Linked DNA regions of Mus musculus: all the other regions are linked to region 2. The links are chromatin contacts, called in public HiChIP or PLAC-seq and promoter capture Hi-C maps. All regions are on one chromosome and are shown on one strand. Each heading gives the region's core, a stretch centred on a gene start, on an enhancer-like site or on the middle of the called end of the contact. The rest is flanking DNA. Distances are from core to core; before and after follow the strand shown.

What was found. Promoter capture Hi-C pulls out the DNA fragments that hold promoters and counts their contacts. HiChIP or PLAC-seq counts read pairs in DNA pulled down with a chosen protein or histone mark.
Region 1: an H3K4me3 HiChIP or PLAC-seq map of embryonic stem cells shows a contact between it and region 2, with 5 times the contacts expected there. The contact joins the enhancer-like site here to the promoter of Etnk2 in region 2. A contact is called at or near these places in 8 of 39 promoter capture datasets (cranial neural crest, embryonic stem cells, hippocampal neurons and 4 more), 1 of 484 Hi-C or Micro-C datasets (embryonic stem cells), 4 of 115 datasets of contacts at active chromatin or transcription factors (embryonic stem cells and epiblast stem cells) and 1 of 9 other capture datasets (pancreatic islet).
Region 3: a contact with region 2 is called in a promoter capture Hi-C map of liver. The contact joins the enhancer-like site here to the promoter of Etnk2 in region 2. A contact is called at or near these places in 5 of 39 promoter capture datasets (embryonic stem cells, liver, pre-B cells and 2 more), 10 of 484 Hi-C or Micro-C datasets (the HL-1 cell line, embryonic stem cells, liver and 2 more), 4 of 115 datasets of contacts at active chromatin or transcription factors (double positive thymocytes, embryonic stem cells and epiblast stem cells) and 1 of 9 other capture datasets (embryonic stem cells).

Annotation. Positions count from the first base shown.
Region 1 is chr1:133,668,114-133,671,762 of GRCm38.p6, forward strand. No RefSeq gene overlaps it. Among named protein-coding and RNA genes, the nearest start is that of Zc3h11a, 8.5 kb to the left of the region's middle. Within about 2 kb of position 2,163, at least 40 of the 459 cell types and tissues checked have an H3K27ac peak or open chromatin away from gene starts, as enhancers often do. A contact at or near this core is called in embryonic stem cells, where this site is marked.
Region 2 is chr1:133,362,099-133,365,804 of GRCm38.p6, forward strand. It overlaps Etnk2 (ethanolamine kinase 2), which reads left to right and starts at 1,474. Exons shown (of 8, transcript NM_175443.5): 1 at 1,474-1,920; 2 at 3,478-3,706. The coding sequence starts at 1,666.
Region 3 is chr1:133,711,003-133,714,515 of GRCm38.p6, forward strand. The region is part of intron 19 of Atp2b4 (ATPase, Ca++ transporting, plasma membrane 4); the gene reads right to left. Among named protein-coding and RNA genes, the nearest start is that of Mir6903, 14 kb to the right of the region's middle. Within about 2 kb of position 2,074, at least 36 of the 459 cell types and tissues checked have an H3K27ac peak or open chromatin away from gene starts, as enhancers often do. A contact at or near this core is called in liver and trophoblast stem cells, where this site is marked.

The sequences.
Region 1 (3,649 bases), core at 913-3,412, 310 kb after region 2:
ATTGTATTAATTTGTAATAATTGTATTAAACTGTATTAATTAACTGTATCAATGATTTTGTATTAAAAATGTTGTACAAATTAATTAATTGTATTAATAATTGTGTTAAATTGTAATAATGTAAGAGCTAGTGGGGAACTAGAATAACCAAAGGCCTAAAACTATTTTAAATAAATATGTCTCTGTGTCATTATTTAGAGCTAGGGCAGGCACAGAAAGGCCTTATGCAGGGCTGGAGACATGGCTCAGTGGTTAAGAGCACTGACTGCTCTTCCACAGAGGACCTTAGTTCAATTCCCAGCAACCACATGGTGGCTCACAACCATCTGTAATGGGATCCGATGCCCTCGTCCCCGGTGTGTCTGAAGACAGTGACAGTGTACTCATATACATTAAATGAATAAATAAATCTTAAATTAAAAAAATAGGCCTATGGTTATATACATTGATGTTAAATGAAGGTCAGAATAACCTTGAAGCATTTGTTTTGATAGAACATAGTAGCTATTTCAGACAACACGACAATTTTGACTTATATATACCTTTTTTAGTTATTTTAGTTTAAGTTTATATAAACATGAGCATTTTGGTTACTACATCTGGAACATGGTTAGAGTCACGGAAATCCCACATGTGTTGCCAAGACAGATGTGACTACTGGAGGTGTGGGGTAGAAGACTGAGACATGTCTAAGCTAACACAAAATGGAGTCAGGACAAGATGGCTTCACCTTAGTCTCCTTTTACTGACACTGGTTAACTGGTGAGAACCGGAGTGGCTGTCTGAGGCAGGGGCTGTTTACATTTTATTGTTTATCACCTTGCTGTGGTTCTAATCTCATTTTACTATGCATGAGTTACTTTTATTGTAGGAAAACTGGCTTTTAAAATCTCTTTTGACTTAGCAATTCTACACTGAGCTGCTGCTTTATAGCTGTAGTCACACAGGGGCAAAAATGACATAGAAGAACACGGTGTCCCTAGTGCCCGTAAACACTGCCGGGACTAAATATTAAATATTATAGTCAGGCTGCAGAGATGGCTCAGCAGTTAAGAGCACTGGCTGCTCTTCTAGAAGATCCAGGTTCACAGTGGCCCACAGCCACCTGTAACCCCAGTTCCAGGGGACCCAGTGCCCTTTTCTGGACTCCAGGGGCATCAGACATACATGTGTTGCACAGATACTTGTGGGCAAAACAACCATAAAAACAAAAAAATAAAGTTTTTAATTAATAAAAAAAAATACAACCATAAAATGGGGTTCCATGTTATTGTTGAGAATATTCATGTTAAAAAAAAATTCTAGTTTTAAAAAAAAAAAAAACCACATTGAATTGCCTGGCTTTAATCTCAGCAGCTGGGAGGCAGAGGCCAGTGGATCTCTGAGTGAAAGGCAGGGTCTAATCTACCTGGTGAGTTCCAGAATGGCCGGGGCTATAGAGAGAACCCCTATTTCAAAAACAAACAAACAAAAACGAAATGAGCCGGGTAGTGGTAGCAAACGCCTTCAATCCCAGCACTTGGGAGGCAGAGGCAGGCAGATTTCTGAGTTCAAGGTCAGCCTGGTCTACAAAGTGAGTTCCAGGACAGCCAGGGCTACACAGAGAAACCCTGTCTCGAAAAAAAAAAAAGCCAAAAACAAACAAACAAACAAAACGAAATGAAACTAAAAATATTCATGTTAAAAGCTGGGCATGGTGTGACCTTTAATCTCAGCCTTCAGGAGAAAGAGACTGGCTGAACGCTGTGCCTTCAAGACTAATCTGATCTATATAGCAAGTTCCAAGACAGTCAGGGCTAGGTAGAGAGACACTGTCTCAAAAATACAGAGAGAGAGAGAGAGAGAGAGAGAGAGAGAGAGAGAGAGAGAGAGAGAGAGAGAGAGAGAGAGAGAGAGAATAAAGGGGAAAAAGTTGATATTGCCACATACAGGGGTGTGTGGTCCTGGAGTTCTAGCCCACAAGCCCAACTCTGAGGATCCCAACAACTCAGGTCCAGCAGCTTGCCCAAAAGCCAAATGCAAAAGGTAATGGAGGAGAAAGGGAATTCGAATCAGCATCACTACGTTAGGAAGACACGGGAGCAGCTCCTCAGCGACTTCAGTACTGTCTTCCGGGTGCTGACATGAGCTCCCAGATTGGAAGGAGGGAAGAAGCGGTGGGCAGCACAGGAGTCCTTTCACTGGTCCTGTTCAGACTGTGATCTGCTTGGTCGGGAGGGCCTTGTCCTCCGTAAGAAGGCAGCTGTTGCTTCAGGGGACGATTCCATCCACCTTATCACAAGATGTTTATCCGTCAGACCTGTGGCTCCTGGACTCCTCGTGACTGCAGCACAGAAGGACTTAGAACAAAGAAGCCGGAAACAAAATGGAGGCCGAGGAGACAAAAGCGGCTACCCCTTCCCCTGGCCCTGCCCTTTCATGGCATGCTAGAATTTATGGTAGGGCTATAAACCTAGCCCAAGATTCAAAACTTGGACAAAGCAATTCGTCTTATCAGCAGGCTGCAGGAGGACAATTCCCACTCCTAAAGAAAGCTCTAAATAACTTGTGATGGAAACTTGCTAAACTGCATAAGGAATATCTACACAAAACTCTGTACAAACCCTCAGAAGGCCATTCCTAAGCAGCAACACTTCTCTTGGGGACTTGCATCTTCACTATCATATCTCTATCCTTGTTTGTTTGTTTGTCTGTCTGTTCGAGACAGGGTTTCTCTGTGTAGCCCTGGCTGTCCTGGAACTCACTCTGTAGACCAGGCTGACCTCCAGCTCAGAAATCTTCCTGCCACTGCCTCCCAAGTGCTGGGATTAAAGGCATGCGCCACCACTGCCCAGCAAGAGTGATCGACTTTGCAGCACTCAGTCCTAAATGGGATGAATCCATCAAACCCCTCGAGGCTCAGGGAGCTATGAGGAAGAGAAGGCAGAAATATTGTAAAAGCCCGAGGTGATGCATGACTCAGGAAACCCGTGTTTTCCAGATACAAGATATCCCCCCTCCTCTTCCTCTTCCTCTTCCTCTTCCTCTTTTCCTTCTCCTCCTAATCCTCTTCTTCCTCCTCCTCCCAATCCCTTTTCTTCTTCTGTAGTGCTGGGTTGGAATTCAGGACTTCACACATGATAGGGGAGACCTCTGCCACTGAGTTATATTCACAGCCTGAATAGTTTTATTTGTTTTGTTTTAAGACATGGTCTTACTTGTAGCCTTGGCTGCTTTCTAACTTTTCTACTGCTGTGATGAAACACCACTGAAGACCATAGAAACCAGGGACAGAAAGAGATAAGTTATTTCAAGGTCACTTTTCTATAGAGACAGGATCTCCTACACAGCCCTGACTTGTCCGGGCACTTCCTGTACACCGTGCTGGCTTTGAACTCACAGAGATTCATCTGCCTCTGCCTCCCAAGTGCTGGCTTTAAAGACATGCGCCACCATGTTGCCTTTGTGTGACTCCAAAGCACTATGAAAAATTATTCATTTCTGACAAGACTCCAGGTGCTTCTGAGCCTCTATTTATGAGACTAATAGGAAGTTGCAACATTTTCTGGGAATTAAATTTCTTTTTTTTTGTTTTGTTTTGTTTGTTTGTTTGTTTGTTTGTTTTGCTTCCCTCCACCCCCAACCCCTAACCCCCAGCCTTTGAGACAAA
Region 2 (3,706 bases), core at 224-2,723:
TGGTATCTGTAGGATTTCACTCTCCTAAGGTTAAGGACCCAGGGCTTCTCTGAGGTGATATTTGTATAGCGGGAGCTGCTTTCAGGGTGCTGGCACAGAGCTGAGAAAGCGAGTCTGGACTCCCACTGATTGTGTTCCCTTGTGCCGCAAGGTTTGCTTTGCCTATTGCAAAAGAAAGAGCTGGAGGCAATGTCCTTTCCAGTTCTGGCATCCTGGGACATCATGACCTCAAGTAGGTGGTCCCTCCCTACCATCTGCTACAATGTCCAGTACAGTGGCTGCATGCTGTTGTTTGTATGCGTATAAAGATTAAAGTTACACAAAATGTCACACTGGCCACATTTCAAGGGCTGAGTAGCCACGTGAGGCTAGTGGCCCCTGCAAGAGGCACCAGCACAGAAACTGGACCAGAAGACCTGGGTGCAAAGCAGCAAGAACCAAAAGGCCTCGTGGTGGAGATGTTCCTGAGTAGGTCGGAGGGACAACCTTGGGGACACAGAAACACATCTATTTTGTAGGCATTTTTCAAGTAGGGCAGTATGAGGTGATAAGAAATGAGGTCCCAAGGCAAGCCCAGGTCTCTCTATGCTAGAGAGCTGGCAGCTAACTGGTCTCACTCTGGAAGTGACCAGGGGAATATATGACTAAGGGACGGGCTTTCCAAGGGCTGGCCTGGCCTCTTTCCATGTGTCTTCTCTGTACAGTAAGTCTGCCAGGGGACTTATCCCTTCCCCTTGTCATGCTACATACACATAGATCCCTAGGTTGTACTATGGCCTTTGATCACCTCTTTGCTCAACAAAACACTGAGCTCCGGGCACCTGTGCGACCACTATCTATGCCCAGTCAGCCTTGCAGGACAGGGAGGAAGGCTTAAGGATTATTTAGTGAGCCAAACTCAGTCTTGCTCAAAGTCCTGGCTTACAATGTGCTTGTACACTCATAAAAGTACCCTGGAACATTCTATCAGAGTCCAGTCTGCCTATGGGACACTCACCCTGAACCATCACCATGCTGTTCTCCATCGAAGGTGTGTGTGTGTGTGTGTGTGTGTGTGTGTGGTGCTGAATGATGCCTAGAAGGCCTTAGAAACGCAGCCCAACCTTTCCCAAGAGATTTAATGGCAAGCCGAAGCCCACACTATAGGAGCATCCGATCTCCACGTTCCAGGATGAGGTTGGGACAAAGACAAGCTCTTCCCTCCTTAGCCCCAGCCCCTTACCCTAGACTACCCGGAAAAGAGCTCTTTAGCTGTGGGCTCCAGTGGGAAACTGGTCAACCAGTACTAGGATACTGGAGCAGGGATCTGGGGCGGGGCCTGGGGAGGCTCCGCCCTTTGCGTCATTAAGGCGGGGCATCCCCCACCCAGAGCTCCAGGTAGCGGTGGAGCCAGCAACGGGAGATGGCGGGCTGCACTCGCCCGGAGGCGGGGGCGGGGCGGGCAAGGGGCGTTACTGCGACCCATGATGTCACTGTCGCGGCGGACCTTGGCGATTCCCGGCCAGCTGTGTTGCTCGGTTGCATCGCCGGAGATTGGAACAGGCAGCTCGCTCATGAGTCATGGACTTCCCCTGGCCCCTCCTCGACCACTCCCACTCTCTCTCAGGGCCCCCCCGTAGGGGCTAACGCGGGCGCGGCGGCTCCGAGGGGGTGGGGCTGCTGGGAATGGCTGTGCCCCCTTCAGCTCCAGTGCCGTGCTCGCCCTTTTACCTGCGGAGGCAGGAGCCTTGCCCGCAGTGCTCATGGAGCATGGAGGAGAAGGCGGTGGCCAGCGCCGGCTGCTGGGAGCCTCCAGGGCCCCCGAGGGCCGCCGTCCCATGCTTCAGCGTCACGGTGGAACAGGACGACATCCTCCCCGGTGCCCTGCGCCTCATTCGGGAGCTGCGGCCGCACTGGAAGCCCGAACAAGTTCGGACCAAGGTAGCCGAGAGGGCGTGAGGCCGGGGATGGGGCGCTGCCGGGCTGCAGAGGGGCTGCGTGGACGCCCGTCAGTGCATCCTCCAAGTGCGGGTTCCAGGGTTTTGCGGCTGTTGCGCAGGAGATGTTTTGGACCGTGGTTTGAATATGTGTGTAACTCTCCATTTCTCTTTGATCCCTATGCAAAGCTGGGCTCACGCTTCCCTGGACCCTCCCCATTCGCCTGCTCCTGCCGCCGGAGGTCCACCTGCCCACTGTCAGCGTGCTGCGCGTGCAGCCCCACCCCCTGTCGCTGCGTGCTTGTCCCCTAGTTGCTCAGAAGTGCTACCCAGCCACTCTGACAACCCGAGGAAGCACGAACTTTTAAGGAAACCTCCCCCTACACCCATGCTGTTCCTTCGCCCTAACTTGAGATCCAAGCCTCGGGGATCTGAGCATTCCTTGTGGCCCCAGGAGCCAGCCCTGTGCAATTCAGAATTCCAGCTAAGCCCTGAGACCTTCTTCACGTGGCCTCAGGCTAGCTCTGAGCAACGCCCCTTTTGACCCCCACTCCATTTTCTTCCCACCTCAGCTGAATACTTTGTCCCACACACACACCTGTGGGCAGAACTGCCCACTGCGAGCCCCTAGCTTACTCCCTCCCTCGCTGTCCTGCATTCTCTTAAAAACCTACCCAGCCCTACACCCCTGACAGCCTGCTTTGGAGGGTTCGGGCCCCATGTCATTGGCCTTCTGAGTATGGAAGGGGCAGCTCTAAGGAGAATCTGGGCTGAATGTGGTAACATTTTCAGAAGACCTGGTCAGGAACAGACAGTGAAGGCATCAAGCCATATTTGAGATTAAACCCAGCACTGCATACCAGATGCTAATCTGGACCCCCACTAGGCCTGTCGTCTCACCTAGAAGGGGTGGGTCCCCTGAAGTCCCATCCAGCTCTGCCCCATAGCGCCCATAAACCTTTAGTTCAGGGTTCCTCCCTCCTTATCACCCTGCCCAGAGAGTCTGGGCTCCCACTCATATTGTCTCCTGTTCCTCCTGGTGTGGAATTCAGAGATTCAAGGACCTCTGGCCACCAAAGCCCTGGGAAGAGTGCCAACTTCAGTACCCTCCTTGTCTCTCTGCCACTGGATAGAGCAGGAGATACAGCTCTGAGAGCCCTTGCCTGCCTTAATGAGAGGCAGCTGATCAGGGTGTCTGTCTGGGCAATTTCTAGCCCTCCCTGGCTACATTCTTGCCTGCAGTGGGGTTCTTTCAGGGCCAGGATGGAGAAAGGAGGGGAGGGCCTCTCTCCAGCGCCTAGTGCAGACGTGGCCACTGTGCTAGATAGCATGGCCTGGACGCGCAGCTAGGCTGAGTGAGTGTGCCTGGACTCAGTGTGGCTGCTCCTTCCCATCCACCACCATGAGTGTCCCTTTATTCCAAGGCACAGTTTAGTACTAGCTGGCGTGGGGTTATGTTCAGCATTCCAGTGAACGAATTCTGTTTTGACTGAAGCTCTGGGAAGAGAGCGGAGGACCATGCCGCACCCTCCCACCCATGGCTGTCCTCTCCCCATGCTAGCGCTTCAAAGACGGCATCACCAACAAGCTATTGGCCTGCTATGTGGAGGAGGACATGCGGGACTGCGTGTTGGTCCGGGTGTATGGGGAGCGCACGGAGTTGCTGGTGGACCGGGAGAATGAGGTCAGAAACTTCCAACTGCTGCGAGCACACGGCTGCGCCCCCAAACTCTACTGTACCTTTCAGAACGGGCTGTGCTACGAGTATGTGCAGGGTGTGGCCCTGGGAC
Region 3 (3,513 bases), core at 824-3,323, 350 kb after region 2:
AAGACACCACTCGTTGAGCTGACTTCCTCTTTCCAATCTAAGTTACAACTTTTGTTGCCAGCTAACAGTACACTGGTAGCCAAAAAGACTGTTATCAGTGAACAGTTCAGTACTGGCTCCATCAGGACAGACCCTGGCTAAGCATCCCCTGGGCAGAGGCTCCCTCACCCCTAAGTACACAGAGTTCCTAGTCCTGTGGGGTGCGGGGGGGGGGTGGTGGGGGGGGGTGGTGGGGGTGGAATTAATGTCACATCTGAAGAGGCGGAGTTAGAAGAGGAGGGGAGGAACAAAGCAGGACGGGGTGAAACAAAGAAAAACAAAACAAAGCAACTCAAGGAAAGAAGCAGCGAGCAATGCAGAGGAACAATCAGAAAACAGGGTTATCGTCTTTAAAATAGTTAAGGTTAATAACTTTCCAACATTAAAAAAAAAAACAATAAAATGAAACCAGGGTATCCAGCCTGGTTTTAGCTGGGGTAGGGTAGAATTTTTTTTTCTTTTCTTCCCTTAAGTCAAAAGATCAAAGGGGTGGGTGGGGGACCCGAAAAGCACTAGTAACCATGGTTGGTTAAAGTGGATGCCACGTGCTCTCTTGTGGTCGCTTTAGTAAATCATGCATTGTAACATACTCTCACTCACTGCCCACAGGAGGAGATGTAACTGCAGAAGAGATGGCAGAAGAGATGGAGGGGCAAGTTCTGAGTGATGCAACTGCTGCGGAATAGGAGCTAGGAACCAGTTTTACATCAAGGTGTTGAGTCATGTTCTCTCGGACTCTCTTTAAGGGGGCTTCCGTCTGGAATTTGTTAATTACGTCAATCTGCAAAGAATCAGAGAGTGAGACAGCTTTGCTCCACAGTCAGAGAGAAGGAAGAGGAAGGCAGGGTCAGGAGGGCTGGGGAGAGGGGTAGGAGATCAAGAGAGCTATTCCCTTAAACCCAGAGCAACAGGTGAGGGTGGGGCGGGGGAGGGCAGTAATTGCAAACCACACTGTCATTGTCATTTAAGGAACAATTTGCTATGGATTTTCAAACACCCAGCTAGGATTGGGTTTCCTTTTCCCCTGTAGCCTAGGATGGACAGGCACAAAAGAACTTCTCCCCAATGGTAACAGGTAGCTTTTTCATTATGTTGACCTGTACTATTAAAAATAAGGCATGCAATTTGACATACCAGAAACTAAGTACATATTAGTGAAATGTAAGACCCAAGAGCCTCTACACCAACTAAGTCAACTAATTGTTTGTTTGTTTGTTTGTTTTTGCAAATTTCCCAGGAAGTTAACACGTGTGTAAAGAAGATGGGCAGTATAGCAGTCCACACAAGTGGCCTTGGTGAAAAGACTGCCAGGTTGAGTGGCTTGGTTTGGAGGAGGTGTCTTTTTTGACGCTTCCTCCAGCTGCAGTGGTGCTTAGGATTCTGCTGGTACATGACGCACAATTCTGAAACTCACTCATGACTTAAGCACTGGAGACCTTCACTGGCAGACTGGTGCTGGCGACGCTGGGAGGCTGCCGCTGCTGCCACTCTCCCCCACCCGCCTACCACAGCAGCCTTCTGGCTTTCCGCTTTCTCCTTCTTAGGGATGGAGGCAATTAATATCATCGCTTTCCCGCAGTAAGCAATGATCTGGGGTCTTAATCAATCTACCACCCTTCTCCTTGACTCCTAAGCAATAAGGAGCAAATAGAAAGGGATTCCTTTATCTTTCAGAGATCGATTGGGATTCTGTGACTGCATCCCCAGAAGGAAGGTTTCTCCTGAGTCAGACTCCTGTTCTTGTAAACAGAGCCTCTGGAGAAGCCATGAAATACTTAGGGGTGGAGACCAAGTATGAGCTAAAAATGCTTCCCCACACAGTGGCCTGCTGGCTGAGGCTGTAGGAGGTGAGGGCTGCCCTTAGGGGGCGGATTTCAGTCCCATTAAGAAGGTAGAGGCTCCTTCCTAGGAGCTTAGAGTGTTACAGGGTCCAACTTACATAATGAAAACTGCATTCTGAGTTTACTGTTCTAAGAGTCCAGCCCTTTAATTCTTCAAATGTTTGCTTTCTAGTGCTTTTTCCTCCCCCAAACTAAAGGGTAAAGGTGAAGGGAGGAAATGCCTAGAGCCAGGGGAAGGGGGAAATCCCAGCCAGCACTGGGCAGTCACTTGGCAACATCTCCCACCCCACGTGTTGCAATTGGGGACCAGCAGCCAGACTGTAAGGGCTTTTGTTGGAATCCTCCTGAGACTGAACAAAATCCCTCCTGATGGGGGTGGGAGGGCTTTGGACATGGAAGATGCAGTTAGCACACTCAGTCTCATTTGCTCAGTTAGGTGCCAGTTACAATGTTGTGGATGGATCCTATCAGCGGCATCTTCAATAGGCTGCTGTTGGAGGCTGTTTAGGCTTTTGCTTGTTTTTTTTTTTTTTTTTTTTGAGGTAGGGTCTAGCTACACAGCCCAGACTGGCCTAACTAGGAATCTTCCCACCTCAGCCTCCTGAAGATTGTTAGATGTGCACCACATGGTTGGCCTCAGATTTAGGTTTTAAAGTCAATCTGGCCCAGCTCCCTTCCATTCTAGCAGGGAAAGAGGTATGCCTGAAGGTATGTGTGCTGTGGAGATCGGAGAGGTACGGAAAGGGGATGCAAACTGGGAGTGCAGGAAAAGGAAGAGCCATGAATCTCAGCTCCCCAGAAAGAAGACTGGCAAGAAGCAAGGAGGCTCTGGAAGGAGGGGATCCTGGCCAGGAAAAAAACAGGGACAAAACCAAAATAAATAAATAAATATTAAAAAAAAAAAAAAAGCAAACACACAGTAGAAGAGGACCCTGAAGGGAAGAAAAGCAAAGAGGTTATTTTGAAAGGAGCAGACCTGAAGAGATGGAAGTCAAGGTGCTAAATTCTACGGGCACCCAAGGGACTCAGTGGGGGTGGGGGTGGGGGTGGGCAGAGGTGGGGACTTGCTATCATGAGGTGATATATGTAAGTCAGGATTCAGTTCCCTTCCTAGGAAAAAGAGGAGAGGAGCCCAGGGTTTACGACCTGTATCTTGCCCATTTTCTACCTGGTGTCTTCCTGGGGGGTTGGGGGTGGGTGGGAGGCAGTTCCTACCAGGTAAGCAGTTTAAAATGTGAATTAGCTTGTCTTCCCTGTACACTAAAGGGGATGGGGGAGGGGGAGGCTGGCCAGGCAATTTTCTAAACCAGCCAAAGGCCAGTTTTTGAAAGTGAAATATTTTGATCTCTCGCCAACTAGGGGGAAGAAACAGGTCTTGCTCAGGACAGTCCCCTCAAGATCTTGGAATTGACGGTTTGTTTGGGAATCTTGGGACTAAAACCATAAAAGGTTGAGGGGTCTCCGAAGCTGTCCCAGTAGCGATGCATGGAAGTCGGGGGAAATGGGGTTAGGGCTACAAGCAGGGGACTCACTTGTACTCTGTTTCAGAAATTCCCTTTTTGGGAAGCCAGTCTGAATTCTTCCAAAGATATCAGGCACAGAGAGACTGCTGTTTATAGCTACTTAATCATCA